7 separate regions of the Mus musculus genome follow, and regions 1, 2, 4, 5, 6 and 7 are each linked to region 3. The links are chromatin contacts, called in public ChIA-PET, HiChIP or PLAC-seq, Micro-C and promoter capture Hi-C maps. All regions are on one chromosome and are shown on one strand. The core of a region is the stretch at or near the end of the contact, and the rest is flanking DNA. Distances in the headings are between cores, read along the strand shown.

Evidence for each region. Promoter capture Hi-C pulls out the DNA fragments that hold promoters and counts their contacts. Hi-C and Micro-C count contacts between places; a contact is called where the count stands out from the background. ChIA-PET counts read pairs in DNA pulled down with a chosen protein or histone mark. HiChIP or PLAC-seq counts read pairs in DNA pulled down with a chosen protein or histone mark. Capture Hi-C pulls out chosen DNA fragments and counts their contacts.
Region 1: a contact with region 3 is called in an RNA polymerase II ChIA-PET map of memory CD8 T cells, with 7 read pairs. The contact joins the enhancer-like site here to the promoter of Relt in region 3. A contact is called at or near these places in 5 of 39 promoter capture datasets (embryonic stem cells, hippocampal neurons, liver and 1 more), 2 of 115 datasets of contacts at active chromatin or transcription factors (large pre-B cells and memory CD8 T cells) and 1 of 9 other capture datasets (liver).
Region 2: an H3K27ac HiChIP or PLAC-seq map of bone marrow-derived dendritic cells shows a contact between it and region 3, with 3 times the contacts expected there. The contact joins the enhancer-like site here to the promoter of Relt in region 3. A contact is called at or near these places in 2 of 39 promoter capture datasets (liver and pre-B cells), 3 of 115 datasets of contacts at active chromatin or transcription factors (bone marrow-derived dendritic cells, large pre-B cells and memory CD8 T cells) and 2 of 9 other capture datasets (adipose tissue and liver).
Region 4: a contact with region 3 is called in a promoter capture Hi-C map of pre-B cells, with 4 times the contacts expected there. The contact joins the promoter of Inppl1 here to the promoter of Relt in region 3. A contact is called at or near these places in 2 of 39 promoter capture datasets (cranial neural crest and pre-B cells), 1 of 115 datasets of contacts at active chromatin or transcription factors (large pre-B cells) and 1 of 9 other capture datasets (pancreatic islet).
Region 5: a contact with region 3 is called in a promoter capture Hi-C map of adipose tissue, with 2.9 times the contacts expected there. The contact joins the promoter of Clpb here to the promoter of Relt in region 3. A contact is called at or near these places in 2 of 115 datasets of contacts at active chromatin or transcription factors (embryonic stem cells and large pre-B cells) and 2 of 9 other capture datasets (adipose tissue and liver).
Region 6: a contact with region 3 is called in a Micro-C map of embryonic stem cells, with 4 times the contacts expected there. The contact joins the promoter of Pold3 here to the promoter of Relt in region 3. A contact is called at or near these places in 6 of 39 promoter capture datasets (erythroid cells, fetal liver, hematopoietic stem and progenitor cells and 2 more) and 1 of 484 Hi-C or Micro-C datasets (embryonic stem cells).
Region 7: a promoter capture Hi-C map of pre-B cells shows a contact between it and region 3, with 2.3 times the contacts expected there. The contact joins the promoter of Rnf169 here to the promoter of Relt in region 3. A contact is called at or near these places in 1 of 39 promoter capture datasets (pre-B cells) and 1 of 9 other capture datasets (adipose tissue).

The regions. Positions count from the first base shown.
Region 1 is chr7:101,634,700-101,638,542 of GRCm38.p6, forward strand. No RefSeq gene overlaps it. Among named protein-coding and RNA genes, the nearest start is that of Clpb, 27 kb to the right of the region's middle. Within about 2 kb of position 1,627, at least 24 of the 459 cell types and tissues checked have an H3K27ac peak or open chromatin away from gene starts, as enhancers often do. A contact at or near this core is called in memory CD8 T cells, where this site is marked.
Region 2 is chr7:101,549,230-101,553,008 of GRCm38.p6, forward strand. Gm19765 (predicted gene, 19765) reads left to right here. Exons shown (of 3, transcript NR_166075.1): 2 at 702-827. It also overlaps the pseudogene Art2a. Among named protein-coding and RNA genes, the nearest start is that of Gm19765, 3.2 kb to the left of the region's middle. Within about 2 kb of position 2,077, at least 59 of the 459 cell types and tissues checked have an H3K27ac peak or open chromatin away from gene starts, as enhancers often do. A contact at or near this core is called in adipose tissue, bone marrow-derived dendritic cells and memory CD8 T cells, where this site is marked.
Region 3 is chr7:100,861,118-100,864,742 of GRCm38.p6, forward strand. It overlaps Relt (RELT tumor necrosis factor receptor), which reads right to left and starts at 2,296. Exons shown (of 11, transcript NM_177073.6): 1 at 2,177-2,296.
Region 4 is chr7:101,836,242-101,840,121 of GRCm38.p6, forward strand. Inppl1 (inositol polyphosphate phosphatase-like 1) reads right to left here and starts at 1,583. Exons shown (of 29, transcript NM_001122739.1): 1 at 1,480-1,583; 2 at 330-710. The coding sequence starts at 511. Gm10602 (a long non-coding RNA gene) reads left to right here and starts at 17. Exons shown (of 2, transcript XR_003946663.1): 1 at 17-1,176; 2 at 2,561-3,880. Folr2 (folate receptor 2 (fetal)) reads right to left here. Exons shown (of 5, transcript NM_008035.2): 5 at 3,747-3,880.
Region 5 is chr7:101,661,910-101,665,682 of GRCm38.p6, forward strand. Clpb (ClpB caseinolytic peptidase B) reads left to right here and starts at 1,842. Exons shown (of 16, transcript NM_009191.4): 1 at 1,842-2,304. The coding sequence starts at 1,902.
Region 6 is chr7:100,119,627-100,123,830 of GRCm38.p6, forward strand. It overlaps Pold3 (polymerase (DNA-directed), delta 3, accessory subunit), which reads right to left and starts at 1,874. Exons shown (of 12, transcript NM_133692.2): 1 at 1,738-1,874; 2 at 48-103. The coding sequence starts at 1,797.
Region 7 is chr7:99,978,064-99,982,059 of GRCm38.p6, forward strand. It overlaps Rnf169 (ring finger protein 169), which reads right to left and starts at 2,395. Exons shown (of 6, transcript NM_175388.3): 1 at 1,909-2,395. The coding sequence starts at 2,371.

The sequences.
Region 1 (3,843 bases), core at 377-2,876, 770 kb after region 3:
AAACGAAAATTGAAATGTAGGCGCTCCTGTGGCTTTAGTCGGGGCAGGTGTGGTTAGCAAGGGAAGTGAAAGGGGCTGAGTGACTGGCAGCCCAGCTTTGAGGGAGAAAGACAGCTTGTGAGGGTGAAGGACAGCTTATGAGGGTGTTGGAGGCCCGTCTCTGGCCAGGAGTCCTATTCCAGGGTCCCATTCCAGGGTATGATGAGGGGCTGTCTTGGTTAGGGTTTTACTGCTGTGAAGAGACACCATGACCAAGGCAACTCTTAATAAAGGACAACATTTAATTGGGGCTGGCTTACAGGTTCAGAGTTTCAGTCCATTATCAAGGTGAGAACATGGCAGCATCCAGATAGGCATGGTTCAGGAAGAGCTGAGAGTTCAACATCTTCATCTGAAGGCTGCTTGCTAGCAGAATACTGCCTTCCAGGAAGCTAGGATGAGGGTCATAAAGCCCACACCCACAGTGACACAACTCCTCCAACTGGGCCACACTGTCTAACAATGCCATTCTCTGGGCCGAGCACATACAAACCATCACAGGTAACATATACCTATTAATCCTGCTACTCATGCTGAGGTAGGAAGGTGCCATGAGTTCCAAGGCAGCCTGGACCACAGGGTAAACTCCAGGTCAGCCTATGCTAGAGTGATACCCTTCCCCCATTTTCCAGTAAAAGGATCAGTAGTTCAAGGTCATCCTCTGTGACATAAGAGATTCAAGGTTACATGAGGTCTTGTCTCAAAAATCAAATAAACAAAACACGAAGATTTTGGGCATGAGCAGAAAGGGATAGTGATTTACTAGAAAAACACAAAAGTTCTCACTGAACCCAACAAGGAGTACAACCTGAGGGTAGCTTTTATCTCTCAGCCTGCATGGCAAATGCCACTGTCCCACGAATCCCTTCCATCAGTGTTGCAGAGGTCACAACCCAAAGAGACCAAGACAATTATCTCTTGTCCTTATCTCACTTTGCCAACTCCTTACATTTCTATCACCCAGAGAGGGTGCCCAGTAGTAGGGAAAAAGCACTGTGAGAGAGTCAGAGGGAGACACTTTGCTTTGCAGCTGCTGGATAGTCTGTCAATAGTCATATCATGAGAAATACTATGAACTCTGGCTGCAGGTTGTAGCTAGGAATCTTGAACTGGGAGCTGGACACAGAGGACACAAGTAACTGTATTGTCACTCCAAAGTGAGCATGAAGTAATGTGTGGTTTGTGTCTGTGGAGACACCTAAAATTATACATAAAAGGAGAGGAAGGAGACGACAGGTGTGCGCCCTGGGCAGTAGTGAACAGGCTGGGTGACTGTTTCTGTTTCACCAATTTCCCTTATGTGAGAACATCTTGAGATGCCAAACATTACTTCTCAAACTCTGCTGGCAGAACCCAGTCCTATGGCCACACACTCCTGCCGGGAAGAATAGAGAGGGAGCCCCAGAATATGCCAGGAAGGCAAAGAAAGAGGTTTGGTGAATGTGGCGGTTTAAGTAGAATGGCCCCCATAGACTCTAGTGTTTGAATGCTTTTTCACAGGGAGTGGCACTATTAGGCCTTGTTGGAGGAAGTGGGTCACTGAGGGTAGACTTTGAGGTTTCATGTGTTCAAATGAGACCTAGTGTGGCACACAGTTCCCTTCATCTGCCTGCAGATCAAGATGTAGATCTCAGCTCCTTCTCCAGCACCATGTCTGCCCAACTGCCACCATGTTTCCCACCATGAGAATAATAGACTAAATTTCTGAAACTGTAAGCCAACCCCATGTGTTCCTTTACAAGAGTTGCCTTCGTCATTGGGTCTACTCACAGCAATAGAGACTCTAACTAAGACAGTGTACATGTGGCCACTCTCTGCCACCAAGGCCTTTGATTCTATCCAAATGGCTTCAAAATCCTTTGGATTCCAGAAAGCCAGCTCTGTTCTCTGTCCACCATTTCCCCCCTTCTGGATAACAGTACCCCAGAAAATCCTAGATCTAACCTGGGCACAGGAGGCCTAAAACTTGCTTGTCCTTGTCTATGTTTGTGGTCTGGTTCTACACAGCAGTGAAGTGGGGGGGGGGTGTTCATTGCTGGAAAGAGGGGTAAGCTTCCTACTCAAAGAGAGAAAAGAAACACAAATGGAAAAGTAAAGAATCACAAAATAAACAACGTGTATTTCCCAGCTACACCAAAGAATCAACAGTATGCATACAATCTCTAGGCTCAGAATGGAGAAGCAGCTTCGCTGTCTAAACCTGCAGCACCAAAGACGTACTTATTGTCCAGCTCTAAATGAAATGAGAGGAAGAAAGCAGAAGAAATGTCATTCTACTCAGAAGCTAAACTCTCATATACATACATATACATATGTATATATAGGAACACACACATGCACTCATACTAGCGTGCTTGTGTGTGTTCCTGTGTGTGTGTGTGTGTGTGTGTGTGTGTGTGTGTGTGTGTGCATTCCACAGGCTTCCAATGTCCGCCATAGGTTCCAACCATTGTTTGCTAGTTGTTGTAAGGGTACTGTTTATCCAAGAGTCAAAAACAATATAAGGATATGATAGGGAAAGGACTGACATTTATACTTGAATGAACATTAGGCTCTGATGGAAAATAATGCAAAGTGGGCATTGTTGTTTACTTTATAATCAGAGCACTGAGGAAGCTGTGGCATGAGGACCATGAGATCCACAACAGCTGGACTACAGACTGAGACTTTATATCAGATAAAGAAAGAATAGAAGACATGTAAAAAATTCATTACAGCCAAGAAACATGTTCTATACCTACATTGCCATCATCAGATGGGTAAATAAGAAATGTGTGGGTCAGGAGATGGCTCAGGAGATACCCTGCAAGCCTGCAGACCTGAGTTTGAATCCTCACAGCACATGTTAAGAAAAAAAAAAAAAGGCTGAGTGGTGGTGGGGCAGGCCTTTAATCCCAGCACTCGGGAGGCAGGAGCAGGTGGATCTCTGTGAGTCTGAGGCCAGCAGCCTGGTCTACAGAGTGAGTATCAGGACAGCTAAGACAACACAGAGAAACTGTGTCTAGAGGGAAAGAAAGAGAGAAAGAAAGAAAGAAAGAAAGAAAGAAAGAAAGAAAGAAAGGAAGGAAGGAAGGAAGGAAGAAAGAAAGAAAGAAAGAAAGAAAGAAAGAAAGAAAGAAAGAAAGAAAGAAAGAAAGGAAGGAAGAAAGAAAGAAAGGAAGAAAGGAAGAAAGAAAGAAGGAAGGGAGGAAGGGAGGGAGGGAGGGAGGGAGGGAGGGAGAGAGAGAGAGAGAGAGAGAGAGAGAGAGAAAGAGAAAGAGAAAAGAAAAGAAAATTGGAGCATGCCTGAGAGTATCTATAACCCCAGGTTGGATGGCAGAGGAGTTGAACCCGAGAGATCACTTGCAAATCAGCCCAGCCCAGTGAGCTTATGGTTCAGTATGGGATACTGTCTCAAGGCAGAAGGCAGAAAACAATAGAAGATGCTTGGTGTATTGCTCTGGATCTGCATAGATGTGCACAGGGACATATATCCACATACTCATGTGCATTCAAGACACATACTCACATACATAGTAAAACAATTTGTTTAAATATGGCATATATACATAGTAGAGTTTTATTCAGTTAAGTAATTTTGTCTTTTTCATGTTAAGCAAAATAAGACAGATAAAGAAAGACAAATGTTTTCTCCCATATGTGGAATTTATATTTGATGCATATATGATATGAACATACATGTGGAGCTGTACAAAGAAGTATAAAGGGATGGGTAAGGGGAACAAACAAGGGGGATAGAAAAGAGTCAAAGTATGTCATGCTCTCTTTCCTATGTATAATACATACATACATACATACATACAT
Region 2 (3,779 bases), core at 827-3,326, 690 kb after region 3:
GGGAGACAGGGCAACCCAGTAGAAGGAAAAGGGTCCCAAAAGCTGGCAAATGAGTCAGAGACAGCCCCTGTCCTGACTGTTGGGAATCCTATAAGATCACCAAGCTACACAACCATAAGATATACACACACCAGGGAACCTAGGTCAGACCCCTACCGGCTTCCCGATCTCTGTGAGCTCACTTAGTCCCAGTCAGTTGATCCTGTAGGCCATGTTCTTGTAGTGACCCTGACCCCTCTGACTCCTCCCCTTCCTCTTCAGGACTCCCCAAGCTCTGCCTAATATTTAGCTGTGGGTCTTTGCATCTGCAGTCCTCTAGATGGAATCTTTGTTTTGTTTTTAAGACAGGATCCCTTTATGTAGCCCTGGCTGTCCTGGATTTCTCTGTGTAGATGAGGCTGATCTCAAACTCAGAGATTTGTCTGCACCTACCGCCATAGCTCTGGGATCAAAGGTCTGTGCCACTATGCCTGGCAACTAATGAACTCTTCATGCCCTGAACATTGAGCCAAAATAAATCCTTTCTCCCTTAAGTTGCTCCCGTTGATTATCTGATCACAGCAGTAAGAAAACTAATTAACACAACATTGTTATAATTGTGCTGGTTTTGTTTCTCTTTGACTGTGCTTTTCGTGGTCTCAAGAAATATTTCTCAATGAATCAGGTTTGTTGTAAGTGACCTCCCTTTCTTGCCCTTGCAGACATCTTGAAGGCATTTTTTGAAGCTCGAGATAGCTGGGTGACTTGCTTTGATCACTGAACTGTGTCTGAAGAGGATAATATCATTATGAACAGTGATAAAGGAAGACCCAGGGATCCAGTCACACGTTCGTATATTGTCCCCTTATCTTGCCTCAGAAACTGTGGGAGAATGGTTGTGTTGGTGTCCCAAGCATCCTGCATTCCAGGAGGGACTATGAACAGAGCCCTGGGTGGGTGGTCTGAATTAGGCATGGAGATGAAATAAGCCTCTCCTGACCCCCCCCCCCTTGCTCTGATGATAAATATTTTTCTACATTTTAGTAATAATTTCAGAAGTTAATTTTTTACATTTAAACCTTTAATTTTTCAGGTAACTTTAAAAAAAGATTTATTTATTTTATGAATGTGAATACACTGTCTTTAGATATACCAGAAAAAGGCATCAGATCCCATTACAGATGGTTGAGAGCCTTTGTGTGGTTGCTGGGAATTAAACTCAGAGCTTTGGAAGAACAGACAGTGCTCTTAACCACTGAGGCACCTTTCCAGCCCGTTTTCAGGAGGACTCTTATGTATGGTGTCTTGAAAAACAGAGAGAGGGGAGGGGAGGGAGAGGGGGAAAGGGAGAGAGCAGGTTTAGCTTAGAGATCAAATTGGCCTTTTAGTATCTACTCCAGAGCCAGGCAACATCTTGTTCCACAAAACAGAAGGAGTCCGCTATCCTGCTGAGCAGTGGGAACTGGTTTCAGAGGCAAGAAAGAACTGGTCAGCTGGGGCCTGGCATAGGAGTCTTGTTCCAAGCAGTGGTTTACCATGAATGTTACTTAACAGGCTCGTGTAAGGATCTGAGAGCCAGTTGCCTTCATTCCATTTATTGAATCTACTTTCCTACCCTGAGTTTTAAAGGCCACCCCTGTGATCCACTTCCTGTCTGTGCCTGAGTGGTTCAGTTTTTTTTGACTCTATCGACAATGTTTTGTTTTGCTGGGTTTTTTGGGGTTTTGTTTTGCTGGGGTTTTTTGGTGTGTGCTTGTTTGTTTTGTTGCTGTTGTTGTAATGTTGTTGTTTTAAGGCAGGTTTCATTATGTATCTCTGGCTCCCTGGAAACTTGCTACATAGACCAGGCTGGCCTTAAAGTCATAAGATTCTTTTGCCTCGTCTCCTGGGTGCTGGGACTAAAGGCGAGCACCACTGCAACCAGATCACCTTGTTTCATCTTGCACAATTCAAACATTGGCTGTTGCTTACTGGCAAACAAGACAGGACTATCTTCATGCATGGAGAGTGGGGAAGGGGGAGTAAGGGAATCTTTGTTCACGTGAGCTGAACCCACCCTTGGTAAATACAGGGCACAGACTTCCTGACCCATATATGCCTCAAAATGTGCCTGTCTGGGAGGTGAGCTGGTTCAGCGGTTAAAATGCTTCCTGTGTATGCTGAGAACCTGAGTTTGATTCCTGGAACGTTCATAAGGGTGGAAGGAGAGAGCTGATGCCCTGAGTTATCTTCTGACCCTGTTATGGGGTCTGCTTAGATCCAACAGAACTCAAACACCAGGCTGAGGCAGATGACAAAAACTCATTGTAATCAAGCTGCTAAGGCTAGATCAGGGCTGCAGAACAGACTCAGGAGCTGAACTCCAACCCTGAAGGGAAGTCAGACAGCATATTTAAAGAATGAAATCATAAATTGAGGGACTGTGTGGTGGACTGTAGCATTCTCCAACCATATTTTGACATAAGGGAGTTTCCACTTATGTCAGGATAGGAGTTGGTTTCTGGGCCTGGGAATATGAACTTAGTTTGACCCTGCCAGCAAAACAGAGAAGTTGCCCCTGAGATAGCTGAACTCAGACAACTGTCACTTTACAACAGACTTCAGCTATTGGGAAGTCCCCAGTTTCCCTAGGGCTGGGGCCTTGAACTTAGTTTCCCCCTATGATTAAGTGGAGTCGGAAAACAAAATGGCAGCACTTAGAACAAGTCTCTTTGTTTGCTCCCAACAATCCCTTCCCACATTCTGAGGCATTAGCACACCCACATCATGCACATACAGAAATAATACAATTTTAAAAATTTAATGACCTTAGCCAGGGGGTGGTGGTACATGCCATTAATCCCAGCATTCAGCAGGCAGAGGCAGGCATATCTCTGTGAATTTGAGGCTAGCCTATTCTACAAAGAAATTTCTACTACAGGCAGGTGTGTTACACAGAGGAACCCTGACTCAAAAAATTAATTTGCTTAATTATGTCTTTAGAGACAATCAAGGTTATTCAAGTAAACTGACAGGGCTCAGTAGCTGGTTGTATTTCTAATGGGGTAGAGTAGGGAGTAGATTTTAACTGGATCAAAACTGATGTTTATGGCCCATGGAACTTGTCCTGCAAGAGCGTCTGTGAGAAATGTGGAATATGAACTTTCTCAGCTGCAGAAGTGTGGGAATCAGATTTCATACTTTAGAAGAGCTTCTCAGACAAATAATAAAATTTATAGAAATATCTAGTTATAAAGCAAGCTGTGATTATAAATTTTTATTTCCCTAGATTATAAAATTCACCACGAATTGCATACTTTAAATCTCTTACTGCTGACGAGGCAGATAAACATTGCTTTTTGATCATAGCAAAGTGTGGAAAGAGTCGTAATTTGAAGTCAAAGTGCAAAGTTTCAAGACAGACCCAGAAGATACCTTGGATGCTTATAGATGTCATGAATGCTAAAGCAGACCTCCCCTCAAAGAACCCCACCCTTCCCCCTTCCACAGTTCTTAAACAACCAATCAGGGCTTGCCCCCTTGGCCTCCCTTTAACACTCACACCCACAAACTGCACACAGGAGAGGGCTACAGCTCAGCAAGAGTAAGCTGCTGGACCAGAAGACCGAGGAGAACCACAAGGAACAGGGATACACAGCTCTCTCTGGATCCTGAAGAAGGAAGGAGAAAGAGAGTGTTCAGTGTGGGATCTCTCAGGACATGAATTTCTCCCTTAAACATCCCGAATTTTATATATAGCTCAAAACCTAAGACAGTAGGCTCTAGAGGGATAGGGTGCCTGGTTATACTCTTCCAGCACA
Region 3 (3,625 bases), core at 1,046-3,545:
GGGGACATCTTAAGTATGATGAAGGTCACCATCCTTGCACCCCAGGCTGTGCTGCTACTCCAGATACTTCAGAGCCAGGATACATGTTTCCAAGACCAGCTGCAGGCTCTAAAAGGCAGGAGATAGGTCTTCCTGGTGATCTCTGGCTCAGAGGCGGAGAAGGAACAAGAAGACTAAAAACGCCCACTTGCAATTTGTTAGCCACGTGGGCATGCGAATCTCACTACAAACTCAATTGGGGCACCTGTGCCAGGCCTACCAGGCCTGCCAGCCCAAGTCTGATAGATGGGAGCTCAGATATGCCAAGAGCAACTACCAGGAAAGTGGTGATCCTCTCCAAGCACCTCACAGGCAGGCTTGAATCCCAGTCCTGGCACTGTCCTGAGTCTATGTGACCTTGGACAAGCCACTGTGGTTCTCTGGGCCTCAGTTCCTCTAAGAGTCACCACATCTTAGAACCGCTGTAAGGATTCAACAAAACAGCACATTATGAAGTGTTTAAAGGAAAGCCTGTCACTGTCCCCCACCCCAATGTCAAGCCCCCCTTCCAGAGGGTCACCAAAAACAGACCCTCCACATACTACTTCTATCAGATGTGGTACCCCATCGCTACTGCCACCTCTGGAGCTAGGGAGCCCAGATGCCACCCATTCTACATAAATTGAGGCACTGCCCCTCTTGTGGGAGCAGGAGTCTCAGAATGGCCTTTTCCAGAGACCAAGCAAGAACTCCAAGACCAGATCAGAACAGACCATTCATTGCCGGAGAACAAATATTCCCTCTCTTTCCAACCAGGGGGCTGAAAAAGGAGACCTGGGTAGAGAAGTGTCTTTGGATTGAGGTTTCAGTATCTAAAGGGCCAGTGGCTTTTGAGTGGGAGCCTGACATCTTCTTGACCAACTGTGAGCAAGACTGTTTCCAACTGTTCACCAACACATGGGAACCTTGGACCACTCCATTGTGTCACAAGCAGACGCCTGCCCCCACCCCCACTGCAGTCTTTCTGTCTGGAGGGGAGAGGAGAATGGAGAAGACTGACCCAAAAACAATAGAGGATCCCAAAGTGATGATTCACAGGCTATTCACACCTCTCTGCAGACTGGGAGACTGAGGCTTAGCAGGGGTAGATCTGATCACAAAACAGAATACACAGTGCCTTGCTAGATGTTGGGGACTTCAGTGTGTGTGTGTGTGTGTGTGTGTGTGTGTGTGTGTGTGTGTGAGCGTGGAGTGGAGTGGAGACTGAGACCACCTCAGGTCTTCTCTGTGCCAGAGGGGCTAGCCCACCCAATTCTGGCTTCCTCTGCTAGGTCATGTCTGCGTGCAAACTCACTAAACTGAACTCTAAGGGTGTCTTGGAGAGAGATCTTTATTCCCTAGACTCCTGATCTTCCTTGGCCCCTCAAACACTGGAAGGTGTCAGGTTCCTCCTTGTCTTACTCTATCCTAGGCAGGCAGGCAGGCAGACAGTCTCTCTCTCTCTCTCTCTCTCTCTCTCTCTCTCTCTCTCTCTCTCTCTCTCTCCTCCCTCCCCCCCCACCCCGTCCCACATGCACCCTATGACCCCGTGATTCAGGGCTTGCTTAAGTTATTTAGGGTTCCTCTGTTCTACCTTATACTCACAACTAGCCCGGGTCACACTACAGGCCGGCCACACACAGTGACCCCAGTGACCTGGGGTCTCTCACATACACAATCACACACACTCTGCCTGCCTCACACACAGAGCCCCTCTGTGTCGCCCGCTAGGCTCGGCGTCACCGCCCAGTGTCCCAGCCACACGTTCGCCCGGGCCAGGCCGCCTCATGCGCCGTGTCACCCACAGTCACTGGCTGACACCGTTCAGAACACCCCCCCCCTTCCCGGCCGCCCCGCGCTGCAGCCGCACCGAGGCGCCGCCGTCCCGTCCCGCAGCCGGCCTTTGGTGTCAGTCCAAGTTTCCCGGGCTCCCCCGACCCCTTGCACGCCAAGTTCCGCTGCTTCCTCTCGCGCACCTTCTGACAGACTGCGCCGCGCGCGGTGCCGGGAGGACGCGCAGCCCGGGGGCTCCGGGACGCGTAGACAGCACCAGGATGGGACGGGACTGGGCAGGAGAGCGGGGCTGACGCATCCGCCGCTCAGGAGAACTTCCTCGGAGCAGCGGAGCGGGGCTGAGGGCCGTGCGCACCCTCCTTACCTGGCCCGCAGCACCAGCTTCGCTCAGCGTCCGACGCGGCGCCGGGGCCCCGCTAGGCGAGCGCTCGGGGCCGGCCGCGCAGCCTGCGCGCCTTTTGAATGAATCGCCGGCCTGGCCGGGAAGCTGCGCGGCCCCTCCCCTCGCGTCACGGCTTCTGGCCCCGCCCCCGACGTCAGAGCTCCGACTTGCGGCCCCTAACCCCGAGCCCCTCTGCGGGCCAAGGGCTCACGATTCTCCCGCCAGGCCACGCTGCTCCGCATCGCCACCTCTTGAGCCTCCTAGGAACTGCAGGGGCTACGACTAGGATGTTCTTCAGATGCATCCCTTGGGGCGCATCAGGGAGGCGCGGCCGTGTGTGTGTGTGTGTGTGTGTGTGTGTGTGTGTGTGTGTGTGTGTGTGTGTGTGTGTGTGTGTGTGTGTGTGTGTGTGTGTGTGTGTGTGTGTGTGTGTGTGTGTGTGTGTGTATGTGTGGTGTGTGTGTGTGTGTGTGTGCGCATGCATCCCTTGGGGCGCATCAGGGAGGCGCGGCCGTGTGTGTGTGTGTGTGTGTGTGTGTGTGTGTGTGTGTGTGTGTGTATGTGTGGTGTGTGTGTGTGTGTGTGTGCGCGCGCGTGCGGGCGTGTGTGTGTGTGTGTGTGTGTGTGTGGTGTGTGTGTGTGTGTGCGCGCGCGCGTGCGGGCGTGTGTGTGTGTGTGTGTGTGTGTGTGTGTGTGCTCCGAACCAAGAAATCTGGGCTTGTGTGATGCAGCGAAAAGGTGCTTGAGACATGAATGCTACTCAGATCCTGTCACCATTGCCTGTGTAACTAGGGCCACAGCTGCCACTGCCTGGGAATAGTCTTTGGAATTGGTTGTGGGTAAGAGCACCCTCAGTGTCTTGGATGAGACCCAAGCTGGTTTCTAGAATCCCCCACCTAGCTAATAAGAGAGACTATAAGGAATGCTCACCTGGTGAATTCCTTTGGAACCTGGCCTAAATACCCCTTCCTTCAGGGTAGCTGGTTCCTCCCCCAAGTAGGTATGACAATGACAATCCTCTCCCCTAACACCAGCGGTCCCACTCTTCTATCACCAATGCCAGCCATCGCAGTGTCCAGTGGAGGACAGGAGAAGTAACGGACTGGGAGGCCAGGATTTGGGAGGCAGAGGCAGGAAGCTCCTGAGTTCCAAGCCAGCCTGGGCTACATATGGAGACATTGTTTCACAAGCAAGCAAACACAAAAAGAGTGACCAACACTATGAGACATCGTTGTAGAAGCCAGGCAGTAAGTAACCATTGCACTCTTGCAATGGTTATAAACTGGGCCCGTGTGTGGTATGGTGCGGTGGTAGTAGCAGTAGTGGTGCGGTGGCACTAGCAGTAGCACATCTCAGCTCCCACAGCCTTCTCTTCCGTTACCTTCCCACTCCCCCAGCATCATTCAAAGAATCTAAGGTGGCCAGGAGAGC
Region 4 (3,880 bases), core at 333-2,832, 970 kb after region 3:
CCCCCTACTGCAGTGCTTTAAAACGAACTGCACTCATGTGGAGCATGCATCCTTTCCCTGTACATCTGGGAGAAAGTCTAAGCTGGTCTACCGCCGTCTGCCACTGTTTCTTGCCATCACACCCACCCTGAGCTTCAGAACTCTGGCCTCGGGCCTCAGAAAGTGCTCCAGGCACAGCAGGAAGTGCTCCCCTGTATCCTTCCTCCACCCAGCGATAAAGTCAAGGTCTCCCCTGGAGACAGGGCTGCAGCCCCACCAGCTACAGTCACCCCACTACCACGATTGCCACCACAACCAAGGAACACTCGGCGTGTGCCCGCCCTACTCACAGGACGCAGAGTGCGAAGGCCCCCGCCACGCTCTCGCTATCTCGCACCAGGAAGCTGCCATCGCGGCCCGCCCGAGCCAGGAGCTCCTCCGCAGCAGCGCGGCTCAGGTCACGGTGATACCAGGCTGGGGCCGGGCTGCCTAGCGCACCCCCGGGACTCGGTGTCCCACACACTGAGGCCATGGCCCACGCAGGGCTCAGCGCCGCCGATGCCTGCCGCTCCGCGCCATCCGCCCGGGGAAGCTTGAAGTCGAGGTTGGGCCCGGGTCCCGGGACTAAGGATCCACCAGCCCGAGAGAACCCAGTATGTGGGTTCCACGCTTGGCCGCGCCAACCGCCTGGATCTCCGCGCAGCCGCCGCCGCCCGCAGCGCCGGCCTCAACTTGAAGAGAAAGAAAAGTTTGTTCAGAGGCGGCGGGGGAGGGGCGGGAACGGAGCTAGGAGCTGGCCGGTCCCCTCCCCCTCCACTCGGCCCAGAGCCCGGGCCGCCCCTGCCCCCAGCCTCTCTCGGCAAGGACGATGCTCCGACAGCCCTACAGGACCCGCAAGACCAGCACCTCCCAAGTCCCACAATTATTTTGTCCCCCCACCTCAAGAAGATCCAGTTCCCCGGTACCCGCTCCGGGACAACTTGTGAGTCCAAGTTCTCGCTGGTGAATTCAATCCTTCCAACGATTCGCAATGAGATGACCCCTAATCCCTATGCAAATCTGATTCTACTACACACATCTCTTCTACTCGGCACCCCCACAGCCTTGCGGGATCAAGGTTCGGAAAGCAAGGCTCCAGGATAGACATCCACAACTACTACAACATCCAAGAGAACAAGTTCTCGTAACTCCTATAAGGTCAGAGGCCCCTTCAGACCTGAACCCCCCAAAACGATTCCTGACACATCCCACAAGATCCCAAAGAGATCCGATACCCCACCCCACACATACGCGCGCGCTCGAGGTGCCTTTCACGCACCGGTCCCCGCAGGCCCTCCAGCCTGGCAAAACCCTTCCCCCATCTCCACCAAATTGCCTGGCACCACGCCCCACACCCGCAGGCCCAGGTTTTGCAGTCCCAGACCAGGAGGACCCCCTCGACTACCTAGAAAAAAAGTTCCCTCAAGTCTCAGAGCCTCAACTACCGAACGCAGGCCCCACCTCTAGGGCGACTCGGGTTGACTCCTAGCCCGGGGAAGCCTCCCTGGACTCCCCGCGGCCACTTAAGATGGCCATCCGCCGCCACCGCGCACCCCGCGCCTTCCGCCCCGCCCGCGCCCCGCCTCGTCCGCCCGCGTCCCGGTCTCCGCCGCACGCCCGCAGAGTGACCTCGGGACAGCCTTGGCTCTTCAGTGCGCCCGAGCTTCTCGCTTTCGATAACTGGGGTAACGTTACGAGGGCGGGCTCATTGGGGCTCTGCCTGTAAAGCTCAGGGCCTGGCATGCAGCGTGCGCTCCGGGACGGCGGCTATTTTTATTATTAATTAAGGAGTAACGAAGGTGACAGCTGTGTAAACTGTAAAGCGCGACTGGGGACTGAACGGGTATTATTAGCACCGCCCCCGCTCCGGCTACTCCCTCCAAATCAACAAACTTGCGCTTCCGTGGGCCAGGTGCGAGCAGGGAGCTCCTAAGACTCTGGCTGCTAAGACCTCCCATCCACCGACCCCTGGGGCGGAAAAGGGGACCCGGCGGGAGAAGACGGGGCGGAACCCAAACAGGGCTTTGGCCCGCCCTATTTCCCCCCTAAAAAAAGACCTGGATGGTGGTGGCGTCTCCAAGGATTTCTCTTCCTGCCCCGCCCCTCTGCCCCCTGGCTCCTTAAAGGCGCAGGCCTCTAGCCGCTTGCCTACAACCACCAACTCCTAGAGTCTGTCAGGAGCATCCCTTTAACCTGGGAGAGAACTTTCGCTCTGGTAAATTGAACCTGTTGACCGAGCCTGGGGTCAACCCTGAGGAGTTTCCCTCTGTTTAGAGGATAAGCCAATTTGCATTGGCTTAACCCATCTAGAACAAAGCCTGGGACGTGACGGGTCTGTAGGGACCTTCCAGAACAGATAAATACAAAAACAGAGATCCTCCACCCACCTACCTGTTTCTCCTGGTCCTGCCAGGGCTTAAATAAAGTAACATCCTCCAATCTGTACCCAGCTCCTCCCGCCGGGAATGGAGGACGCCCACCCCAGATCCCGGGGGTGTGCAGTGGGGTCTTACTTTCCTATGCCTGTATTCCCGACCCACAGGAGGCAGAAGCAAATGGAACTCTACCTAGTTGTAAGCCAGCTTCCTTGGTCTAGACTTCCAGCCCATCCAAGACTACATAAGAGATGTGGCCTCAAAGAAAGAAAGGAGAACGAGTTGGAGAAAAGCTGTCACGACCCTCCAAAATCAATATATTTACAGCTTCCTGAGAGGACGGCGATGCTAAAGACTGTGTCATTGGGGTGAGATGGCTTAACAGGTAAAGGCGCTTTTGCCAAGTTTGAAGACTTTGAGTTGAACCCCAGGGACCCATGTGGTGGAAGGAGAGAGCTCCTGCATGTTGTCCTCTGACTTCCACACCTGTGCCAAGTCATCCATGCAGCCCACACACCTAGGCACACACTCAGAATAAACACAAATACAATTTAGCCGAAGGCTAGAGGGTGCTTCTGCCTCTGGGAAGCCACTAATAGTTTCTTTGGCTTCATCAGTAGGATACAGCACTGGGCGAAATGCAAGCTTTTGTTTCTTCTGTATCTTCCAGATTGACTTCCTAATGGACTATCCTCGTCCAAGGGACCCCAACCCAGTCAATCTATATCATAGTAGGCAGTGTGAATTTTTACCCCTTTCTCCAGAATCTCTGCTGGACTCCCGTTTCCAGCTTCCCCTTTGTAAGCTGAGAACAGAGCTAAGCAGACACATGATGGGAATAGGGAATGTGTTTTGTTTTTGTTTTTTTTTTTAATTATTTTATTTATTTATTTAATGTATATGAGCACAATGTAGCTGTCTTCAGACACATCAGATCCCATTACAGATGGTTGTGAGCCACCATGTGGTTGCTGAGAATTGAACTCAGAACCTCTGGAAGAGCAGTCAGTGGCCTTAACCACTGAGCCATCTCTCCAGCCCCCTGAGATGTATTTTTGTTTTTGTTGGACTCAAGCTCTCCAGGCAAGCACTCTTCCAACTGAGTTATGTTCTCAGCCCATGATGGGATAATGCTTGAGAATGATATAATTTAAAAATCCTGGATCTTCCTGTTATTTGAGAAGCAACTAGATTCCTACAGGCTACTGAAGCACAGACGCTCGGTTCATCCACCTTCTAGGAGGAGGGAACTTACAATGAACATTTGTATAGTGATGGTGAGTTTTGAAACACTATTTACTCTGACTGGAAAGGATCTGTCCCCACCCACTCACAAGCTCACAGTGACAATAATTCATTAGGCCCAGATGTGTCATAGATTTATTGAAAATGATTGTAGAAACCCCAACCCCCAACATGGATCAGGAACTGGATGACAGAGGAGAGGGGTGGAAGCAGGCTCAAGACTTCCTTATTCTTTGAAGAGT
Region 5 (3,773 bases), core at 592-3,091, 800 kb after region 3:
AAATTGAAAAGAAACACCTGCAAGGTTTTTTTTTTTTAAGTTTGTTTGTTTGTGTGTTTGGGTTTTTTTGTTTTGTTTTGTGTTTTTTTGTTTTTGCTTTTGTTTTTCAAGACAGGGTTCCCCTGTGTATCCCTGGCTGTCCTGGAACTCACTCTGGAGACCAGACTGGCCTCGAAATCAGAAATCTGCCTGACTCTGCCTCCCAAGTGCTGCCACCATTGCCTGGTTTAGTATTTTTTTAGATTTATTTATGCATTATGTGTACAGTGTTCTGCCTGCATGTATGCCTGAAGGCCAGTAGAGGGCACCAGATCTCATTATAGATGGTTGTTAGCCACCATGTGGTTGCTGGAAATTGAACTGGGGCCTCTTGAAGAGCAGCCAGTGCTCTTAACCTCTGAGACATTTCTCCAGCTCCAACACCCACAAGTTTTAATGCAGACTAATCCACTTCCTATGAAGAGTTCCAGAAGTGGAGAAGGAAAAAGCAAAGAATAGGGCAAGTGTCATGTACTGACCTTTCTTAGGAAAATGGATGTTAGCTAGAGTGCTCCATGTACAGGTAAACGCAGGCATGAGACTTGAGTGGGACAGATGCAAACCAAGGCTTAAGACCTATTCTCAGCCAACAGGCTAATGGAAAGCCCCAAAACCTGCTTTAACAATTCAAACAAGCCAGCTAGGCACCACTGGATACCAACCAGCAAAGTACCTGGGCCTGTCAGAAGCCCTGGCAGCCCAGACAAACTGTTCCCTCGATCTAGCTCAAGAGGCTCTAATGCAAGAGCAGGAAGCATTCCGCCTACAAGGCTTTCTCTGTATCCTCTAGATCAGGAGCAACTCTATGGAAGGTACAGCTTTGAGCCAGGGTAAAACAACACCCCAGACAATCCCAAACCCAGTTTTGTAATTCTGTGAGACACAAGGGGCCAGACACAGATATATGAGTAGCTAATTGTCAGCTAACTACAGAAGGAATCAACTGAAACACAATTCATAGATTCACTATTATGTAACAAACAAGATGGCTCAACTATAAAAGACACTTGCTGCCAAACCTAAGGATCTCACACACACACACTCACACACACACACACACACACACACACATCTTTAAACACACACACACACACACACACACACAGTCTTAAAGTCTTTTGAGACAGAGTCTCTCTGGCTCATAACCCTGACTATCTTGAAACTCACTATGCAAACTAGACTTTCTCAAATTCAGAGAGATCTGCTTGCCTTTGCCTGGAATGCTGGGATTAAGGACACACACCACCTTTCCCAACACTCAACATCTTTTTGAAAAGCAATAGCAACTCAGAATAAAAGTGGGGAGGGGTACAAGTTACTTAACAGGTCTTCATCGAAAATGCAATTTTATTTAAACACTAGGGAAGTTGTTCTAGGATTCCTGTATTTTGATTTTCGATATTTTGATTTGATATTTGATATCTTACACAGTTGGGGCTGACCTAGACCAAGAATGTGATTTTGACCCAGACCTTGAATTCCCGTTCTTTCAGGTTCCCACCTTCCAAAGGCAGGGCTTAAAGTTCTGTGTTAATACAAATACGGGGCTCTGGAATCTTGAATCCTAATTGCCACGCCCCACCAGAGTTTTCCTTTTTGCCACGCCCCTCTGCCCGAACTGCATTTCCCAACATTCTTCCAGCTCCGCTGTCAGCGGTCATTGTGATGTCATTCCACAGCCCTCGGGGAAATGTAGTTTGTTTAGTCTCCAGCTAGAGAAAGATCTGGGGCTGTGGACTACCACTCCCGTGAGGTAGTGCGCAGTCCCACCTTATAAGCGGCGTCTTCGAACGCGCCGCGGCAGCCATGTTGATCGTGGCTAGCACAGGGGCCGGCACCAGCGGGTTTTAGAAGCAGGTGTCATGATGTTGTCCGCGGTGTTGAGGAGAACCACGCCAGCGCCTCGGCTCTTCCTAGGGTTAATCAAATCTCCATCTCTCCAAAGCCGGGGAGGTGCTTACGGCCGTGGCGTTGTCACCGGAGACCGCGGGGAGCCGCAGCGGTTGAGAGCTGCCGCTTGGGTGCGCCCTGGAGCATCTTCTACCTTCGTCCCCGGACGGGGGGCAGCCACCTGGGGGCGCCGTGGAGAACGCACCGAGATCCCATACCTGACTGCCGCCTCGTCGGAACGCGGTCCTAGCCCCGAAGAAACACTCCCGGGACAAGACAGCTGGAATGGGGTCCCCAACAAGACGGGTCTGGGCATGTGGGCCTTGGCCATGGCGCTGGTGGTTCAGTGCTACAGCAAGAATCCATCCAACAAGGGTGATTATGGGGTCAAACTGGGTTCAAGGGAGAGGTGGGTGGGTGGGTCATGACTCCTTTGGAAGGTTGAAGGTATTTGTAAATTTAAACCCGCATAACCTTACCTTGAAGAAACCCAGTTACCTTCTGCTGCCAGGAGCAGCAGATGGAAAACTCACTGAAGTTACATCATTTCCCATCGTAGGTCTAGCACCCTCTTTGGGATCAGTTTGTATACAAGTATAATTGGGGACATTGGACTGACTAATTACAGCCCGGTCCTTTTATGTACCAATATTATATCTTGTCCATTAGTCTTTCAAGAGGTCTCCAGGAAGCCTCAACAGCTTTAGGGACCGCCTCTACATGTTTTTCTGCGTACATAGGTCCAAGGAAGGAGGACACTTGGTTCTGGTGCTAGCCTGACCCCATGTTCCTCTCTAATCTTAGTTTCCCCACTGTCTAATGAAGGCAAGCTCTCAGTGCTCTAATATTTTGACCTTTCCTGGAGTTCAGAGTCTGTTTAGTTGCTTAGAGTTTTGCTTAGTGTCATGTTTAAGATGAGCTGGATACTGTGGAGGGTGTGTGTGTGAAGCCTTGGGGGACAGGGAGTTGGCTGAAAGTTGCTCTCTGGAGACTTACAGCAGTGGGGGAGGGAGGGAGGAGGTGGAGGTAGCTAACTCAGATTGGCTTCTTACCTCAGTTGCTTAGAGTTGAGCAGGAGCTGCAAGGGTGGCCTGGCTGAGCCCAACCTCTCAGGTTTTCAGTTGTCAGTGCCTGCCTGTCCCATGCACCCCAGACTCTGAGATTGTTGAACAAGATTGGAGACCGCCTTGACCTTCCCTTGTTTGTTTAATAAGATGGGGCCGCTTGGAAAGAAAGGACTTCTGGATGAGGAACAAGGACACGGAGGATCTTGTACTGTCTTTGTAAATCTGGACTCTTAATCCTTCTTTGCTGCCCTGCGTTTCCTTTCTATTGAAGAGGGCGTTGAAGTAGGTAGGGCCTTTCTAGTTTAAGCATGCGGGAATTGTATGGTTTCCGCTTGTGCAAACATGAAGGTGGCACTGTGCTTAGCTTGGACCTAGGTGTTCAGAAAATCCCAACTTAAAACCTAGCCAGCTAAGGGGAGAGGGTGCAGCAGCCGGTCATGCAGGGCTAGTGAGTATTACAGAGGATCAGAGAGCTACTGGGGTCAGGATAGCCTTCCTGGAGGACTGGAAGTCCTTGCAAGATGTGGGGCTTGAGCTTGGTTTCTGAAGGATAGCATAGGAAACATAAAGAGGGTGGGGGCCTGTGTAACCCACGAGGGCAGGACCTCCATCTTACCTCTGTTAGTATTTCCTTAATACCAAGCATCTGTCTACCAGCGTGTGACCCAGAGAAGGGAGACATTCACATGTGGTCCTTGGATTGGATTGGATTCCATTCCCAGACTTCAGCTAGCCTCATGTGGACAGGCTAGCAGTTTGGCCAGTGAGGGTTGGAAG
Region 6 (4,204 bases), core at 624-3,123, 740 kb before region 3:
AAAGAAAAATTCCAATATTATTAAAATTAGCAGTCAAATGAACTTACTGTTTGGCCTGGTTAACATGAACCCCTAGTGTATAGCTTAGCCACTTGTAAGTCACCTGAAACAAAAAACAATTTTTAAGGTTTTATTAGCTGATTCCAGAGTACAGATAAGTGCCAAGAGCCTGTTCCTAGGGACTCTTATTCTCGGATGGCTGTGTCCTGTAAACTACAGCAGATACCAACAAGAAAAAAACCATATGACAAGTAAGGCCAGGGTACTTACCTTACAAACACTAAGATGCTTCACAGACTGATCAATGCAAAAGAATCTACAAAGGTGGGTCAGAGAGATGGGCAGTGGGGAAAGGCACTTGCTACCACACCCTTAAGAACCTGGGTTTGGCCGGGCGGTGGTGGCACACGCCTTTAATCCCAGCATTTAGGAGGCTGAGGCAGGAGGATTTCTGAGTTCAAGGCCAGCCTGGTCTACAGAGTGAGTTCCCAGGACAGCCAAGGTTATACAGAGAAACCATGTCTCGAAAAACAAACAAACAAAAAGAGCCTGGGTTTGATTTGTTGGATTCGTACGGTGGAATGAGAGAACTGGTCCTCTGACATCCATAATTGTGACATAGCACAATTATGTGTGTGTGTGTGTGTGTGCGCGCGCGCACGCGCATGACACTAAACATAATAAGAAAAGTCTTAAGAGTCTACAAAGCCAAGCCAAAGATTATTTAGCTCAAACTCCTTGTCTTACTTAAAAGCTCTCTGACCCTCTTGTCTTTAAGAAGCTACCTAAAACTATCCTAAAATTTATCTAAAACCTAGCATTACTTGAAAGCACATAACCCAGGAACTTCTCAGTAAATTTGCAACTATTCAAATGTTAAGAGGAACAGGTGGTGTGGGAATCAAAAAAAAAAAAAAAGAGAGAGAGAAAAATGGATAAATGTAGTATGGGGTAATTTCAAGAACTAGGGGCATCGAGCCTCCATCCTTCCCTGACCCGGTATGTCTGTTGTTTCTTCCAAAGCTAAACGATGCACTCCCAATAAGAGGACTAATAAAGATTGGTCAGAGGCAGAGTGGCAGACAGAGGCAGAGGGGAAAGAGACAGACCTGGGATTCAAGAATTTATCTATCCAGCCCTAATGGCCCTTGACGCGTTTATACACGTCATTTGACCCTTGGCTAAATCCCACTTCTAGGGATAACACAAAAGCCTGGAGGACCCGGGAGGTGTGAGTCGGTGTACCAAACTGTGTCCATGGGCTCACAGCAGCAAAGGTCCATCACACCCAAGTCTCTTCATTTTTACGCTAGCCCGAGGAGGTGGGTCAAGCTGCTTTCAATATTTAAATTTCCAGGAAGAGGAAACTGTCTCTGGTGGGTAAAGCACCAGGCAGTCGCCTATGAAAGTCGGCCAGTCTCAACTGTCTTGAGGGGCCACCACCCGACAGAGCAGGGAAAGGAAGCCTCACGAACCCCGCTGGCTTCCCAGGCTCCACGCCCCCGGACCTCACAATCCCGCCCAAGGCCCCGGGGCTTGGGCGCGCGCCAGAAGCTCTGCCCGCAGGGCGTGTCTCCCTACGCGGGTTTCGCGGTGACCAGTGGCCACCTCAGCCGGTCCCCGAGAAGCCACAGGCACCGGGGGTCGCGACCCCTCGCCGACCGGGCAGGCCCAGTCCCCCGCACACCCGCCTCGCACGGCCCCGCCTTCCCCACCCCCGTGGTCCTAGCTCCTCACGATCTTGTTCTGGTCCGTGACGAACTCGTCTATGTTTTCTAGATACAGCTGTTCCGCCATGGTGGTGCGGCTTCGAGCCCCGCGCTCAACCCGCCCCAGCCGTAGCTCCCGCCGGCGGGAAACAGCTTCGCTCACTCTCGGGTCACAGGTCGTCTCCCAGGGCAACCAAGGCGCCGCGCTACGGCGGCGGGTGAGGGCCAAACTAGTGAGAGGCCAGCCAGGGCTGATGTAGGGGGAAGTTGGAGCGAGACCGACCGGAAGTGAGGCGCGAGCCCGTGGTTGTCGGTGTGCACCTGAGAACGTTGCGATTTCTCTGCTACCACAAGTAGACTGACTCATAACCTTATATTTCACCGCTGGGGGCGGGGGAGTGCTGTGGCCAAGAGTACACATGGAGCCTACATTGTAAAGGAGAGGGAGGAGGGGGAAGAGGGGGAGGAGGGGTGGCTTAAAAGAGTTGGTGTCAGGCGTGGTGGTGCAAAAGCAAGCAGATCTTTGTGAGCTGAAGACCACCCTGTTCTACCCATGGAGCTCCAACCTAGCCAGAGCTACCAAGTAAGAGTCACTAGATTAGGGACATGATCTTTGGGTCAACCAGGAGTTTCCCGGAAGATGTGAAAAGACTGGGGAAAAGAGCAGACGAGAAATCAAATCATTCTATTTGGCTGGAGTTATAAGTGAGACGATACACATAAAACCTTCAAGCTGTGCTCACCACGATCACACTAATAATAGCTGGTAACTGTGTTGTTACACGACAAACATATTGAGCAAGTGCTTTGAAAATGAAATTTCATTTAGTCTCATAGAAACCCAGCAAATGCATTGTGTGGTTTTCATAGAGAATCATAACAGATGCCTGTAAATAAACCCAAGATCATGTCAAAGAGATTACAGTTGTGTCTACAAATACACTGAAAGGTTTTAGGGTCAAAAACAAATCAGAGAAGAGTATCCCTTGGAATTTTCCCTCCCACGAATTAAGAGATGAAGAAAGTCTTTTAGTTTCATGTATATTCCCCAGATATATCACAATTACTTACTTACTGAGTAACTAGCATGTGGTGGGCATCTCTAGCAGTGACCCTAATCCTCAAGTAGTCTTGTTAGATTTTATTATCCCTTTATACACACACACACATACAAAAGATGAGGTCCCATCATTTCAAACCACCTTCATGTTGTTCATGGGAAGAGTGACTAGGAAACAACTGCAAGGACTTTGAGACAGGGTTTGTGTAAACAAAAACTATTTTAAGTATGATCTTGGGGCCAATGAGATAGCTCAGTGGGTAAAGTGCTTGCAGCACAGACCTGATGACCTGAGTTCAGTCCCAGGGAGCCACATAAAGATGGCAGGAGAGAACTGATTCCTTGGAGTCATCCTTTGGTCTCCACACACCATGGTACATGCAGGCCCATGTATATGCACAAAATAATTAATAAATAAAAATTCAAACTTACTGTATTCATAATGTCAGAACACCCACGTGTAATAGACTCTCAGCAAATGAATTTTGCTTGAAGTTTGGTTACAATGAAGGCATTGAGAGCTAAGTGAAAATACTGCTGAGAAAGAAGTAGAGCTCTGATGTGCCCACTGTGACTTACCATCACTGAATGGGCAGGGGCCATGTTAGACTTTGTATTTAAATATTCTCGTGTAATCTCGTCAACAATCTAGGATGTAAATATTACCTGTATACTAATATATAGATGTCAGATAACTTGAGTCTTTATCTCAGTTTTATAGAAACTGTCCAGAGTTAGGTAGTTTGCTCCAAGCCACATACATAGCAAGTATGTTTCCGTCCAGGTATGCTAAAATAATCGCCCACCGTCTCAAAGCTGGGCTTGCTTTGGTGGTAGCATTGGGCTGCCTTTTGTTCTCATCTTGGTTTTTTTGAGGTTTGGGTTTTTTCTTGTCTTCCAACTGTTTAACTTTTTACAGATCTATGTGATTTTTTACAGTTAGAGAAAACAGGAAAGGTGAAGCACCAAGCAATGGAAAATCAGTCCATTGTCTTATTCCAGATATCAGAAGGGCTTTCCATATTTTGAGACATGAAATGCAAATGAAGCTAACACACTTTTGCCTACACACACACACACACACACACACACACACACACACACACATGACTTTAGAGCAAGCAGAATTTTCACTCCCTCTGCCTTGAGGATAAAGCTTGATATCAGTGTGTCCTGCTGGGACACATCAATGTTGTCTAGAAGCCAGCACCAGCAATCAGCCCGACAGCCAAAGATGGCCAAACAAAACTTACGCATGTCAGTGTCACACGACACCAGCAGTGGGAGCCAGAGGACCAAGACTCGGCCTAAGGTTGTCATCAGCTGCAGAAGGCCAGCCTTCCCTTTCTCTTCCCCATCATCTCCACCATGGCAGCAGTGAGCACTGTGATTCTGTCAGGGACCAGAGTGGGAATAGATAGTGTTGGACAGGTTG
Region 7 (3,996 bases), core at 1,145-3,644, 880 kb before region 3:
TGGTGACTTCTTGCTGCCCCCACCCCGTTGTTAAAGTTTTAATTAAAATAGATTGTGTATAACTTCAGTAAATACCTACCAATGCTAAAAGATAGTTTCCAAGCCCTACTCAGCAATTCCTTTTTTTTAAGTTTTGTTTTTTAAATGGCTTCCCATGATGCCAATAACCTTGAACTTCTGACCCTCCAGAGTCCACTTCCCAAATACTGAGATTCCAAGTTTGCATCACCATGACTGGCTCGGCAGTATTTTCTATTCTTCTAAAATTATTTAGCTGGACAAACATATGATTGCAATGATCCAAAAAGTAAATTTAGGGAAAATACTTTTCATTATGACCCACATATAACTGAAAGATACTAAGTAACTTAACAAGTCCTATGGATTCTCATTTTAGGTAAATGTCCTTAATCACTAATAGCCTATCCTTTATTTAAACAAATTTCTTTTAGTGGGAAAAGTTTACACAAATCAATAAGCAATGCATTCTTTCATAATTCAAATTTCAAGGTGGATGTTTCATAACAGCTCCAAGAGATATATAAAGAGAACTGCTATTCTATTTGACCATATAGTCAATGTAGTAGGGAGACCAGAGAAATTGCTTATATTTATAATCTCAGAAATTAAAGCAAGCTAAATTGAGAAAATCATATGGAATTGTACTTTCATCATAAGACAAGTTAGTTAATCTCTTTGGGCCTCAGTTTCACCTATAAAATAGAAATAAAGGTACAACCAAGAGCACTGTGATGGTTTTGGAAGGGATAACAAGAAACGCAGAAAGTAAAATGCAGAGCATCTCAGCCCTTAGACTGAAAAACAAGGTGTCTTTGGCAGGTGTCTCTGCTTGAACCAAAAATAGATGCATTCTGGACTCTACAGTTTCTAGGAACTGCACTTTCATATACACACAAAGCAATGCCTTCCTTCTGCTGAAAACGACGTAAGGCAGAATTCCTAACATAAAAGGGCTAGCAAATGGCTTTTCCTGATTCACGGTTCTTGAAAATCTCAGCTGTAGGTATGTTGCTTAGGCTTGCACCAAAGAAGCCTAGGTCTCGGTTCATGTTACAAACGGAATTTTCTATCTCAGACTTCAGCACCAACAAGTGATGGGCTGCCGACGGTGAGAAAGGCAAAGGAGTTCAGGCCAAGAGTCCTACAACAGACCTTTAAGTTGCCAGCATCATAGATGAAACTTACATAGAAAGACAGAAAACAGCCCCCAGCCAAACCAATCTTTGTCTCCAAAACTTAAATCCCACCCAGCTTTCTTCATCAAGCACCACTAACGTTTATGATTAGTATTATCACCAAAATAGATGGCATTTATCTCATCCTGTGTGGCAAGCTCTGCGCTAAGCATGCATATATATATATATTTTTTTTTTTTTTTTCCCAAGATAGCATGAGAAAGAACTTCACACGAGAGCTCATCCTCAAAACCCACTCTGCTCTCAAGTCTGCAAAGCTCCCCCTGAGCCTGGGATATCCCACACCTCATTCTCTCCAGCCCTGGAAGACACATCCCTCCTAGACCGCGCGACCCCAAGCCCTCTGCCCAACACTGAAACAAGCGCTGCTGGGATCCTCCAGGGCCCCTCCCCCTCCACGCACCAACTTCAACATGCCCCTAACTTGTTCCAGGAATTGTTTCCTTCCAAACTTCTGACTTACGCAAGGCGCGGGGTCCCCTCACTGCCCCTCCAAATTCAACACGCGTACAGTTCGCTCCAAAGTTCAACCTTCACCAACACATACTGCGCCTGGGCAGAACCCGGTCGCGACCCCAGCAGAACTCTCCACACCCGCGGCAGCAGAGCCCGGGACCCTCCACCCCGCTCACCAGGCCAGACCCGGCGGCTGGGCCTGGCTGAAGCCCACAGGGGCGAGGGGAGGCTCCACCTGGCTCCGCGAGCGGCTCCGGCTCCGGCCTGGGCCCCGAGGCAGCCGCGCCCCCGTCCCGGCGCGGGCGGCAGGGTTCTGGCTGTCCACGACGGGCGCGCTCGCCCATCAGCTCCGCGGCGGCCTGGCCGTCGTCGCGCGCCCGACGGCGGGCCCAGCCCGAACCGCGGGGACGGCAGCGACGGCAGCCCGGGCCCGCCGCGCGCGAGGCGCAGCCTCGGCACCGCGAGTGGCTGCACGGCAGGGCCGCCACTTCCCCCGGGGTCTCCAGGCACCCGGTGCAGCCCGACTCCTCCGGCCGTGGCGCTGACCGCAACACTAACAACGCGGGGCTGGAGGCCGGGCCCGGAGCCCCGGCTTTCGCTGCCGCCATCTCGTCACAGCGGCCCCTCCGGCCCCGCCGACTCAGAGCTGCCGCGGCCGCAGCGGAAGAAGCCCGAGTGCTCGGACCTGCCGCCGCCATCTTGTTTCCCGTTTGAAGGGAGAGTCGGTTGCGGTGGGAGAGGAGTAGAGGGCGGGGCAGTGCGCGGCGGACAGCTATCTGCATATTCATGAGGGGGCGGGAACCTAGTCCGCCTGGGGATATTTCTCCTAGGGCCTTTCGCTTAGCAGGAGGAGACTGCTTATTAATATTTAATGATTATTCTTTATATATCTGGTCTTTCAGCCCGCCCTCCTGTTTTTGTAGTTTCTAGCACTGAATCTTGAGAGACTGAAAGAATTTATTTGGAATTTTTGAGCGACCCTGAACTTTATAAAATGAACTATAAATATGAGCTATCCAGAAACTTGTCGAAGTACTTCATTTGGTAAGGGCTTTCTCCTCGGGGCCATAGCAGCTTGTTGTGATTAGCATGAGGCCTATCATGACCAAAAGTCTTGAGTGATTGTTGAAATAACAACCTGACCAGCCCTCATTTCAGCCCCTCTCTCTCCACATCCCTTTATGAAGTCCCCTCCCTTGGCTGGGGCAAAAAAAAAAAGCATACTTTATTACACAAACCCTGCTCCTCAGATTACTTCTGTGTTTGATACTTAAATGTAGATACTCTTGTGTAAGCTTGTGCCTTTTCTTTTCTCAGTCTATATGACTCCCTGGTCTCCTCTTTTCTTCCCCATGAAAGCCCACACTAATATCTGCAGTTCAGAGTTATTGAATTTATCATTATGGATATCTGCATGCTCCGTGCACAAACCTAATGTCTCCATCCTTTCAAAACAGCCCTTATTTCCCACATTCTATTCACAGAACCATCTCAAGGGTCCTCACGCTCCCAGCCCAGGCATCTTTAACTTATAGTCTTGTCATTTTCTGGCCAAAATGGCTCTATTTCCAGCCTGTTCCCACCCACTTCTTCATTCCATAAGCCCACTGCATGATTTCTTTCTCCTCATCTCTTCACCTAGCTGGCAGCTGTGACTTCTGCAAACTGACCTGCCATCACACAACCCCTCTTCCTATAAGCTTTGTCCCATGGATCTTAGAGTTCATTCCTACCGGCCAGCTCTGACCACATCATTCCTGTTTAAGCCAGGGAGAGGTGTTGAGACTTTGCTGTGATTTTCCTTTCTGGATACAGAGGATTTAGGAAAAAGAATGGCTCCCCCTGATGGAAAGATGACTGTACTACAACAAGTCTCGGGGTGTTGCCTATTTATTTATTTATTTGTTTGTTTGTTTGTTTATTATTTTTACCTTAAGGTGCATTTGGACCAAGATGTTATCTTTATGGAAAATCACAGGCTTTGTAAAGACATTATTTTTAAGCAACTGTATGTAGAAGAAAGCATCTAGAAGCTCCAGGTTGTCATGAGAGTGTCCACAGTTGGTGGTAACCGATTCAAAGCAGAGTGATTAATCCAAGTTGGGGTGGGGGGGACTGGAGCCTTAGGATGAGAACCTGGAAGTAAAGGACAGACAGCAACTGACAAAGGGTCAGTGAGTAACTAAACATCATGTCCAGAGAGTCAGAGGCCCAGCCTAAGGCCCAGACAGCCAGAATACTGCCAGACACAGAAGTGAGTTCTTGGATGGGCTGTCCTTTATCCGGGCACTTGCTCACTTCCTACCCAGGGACATTTTACCTG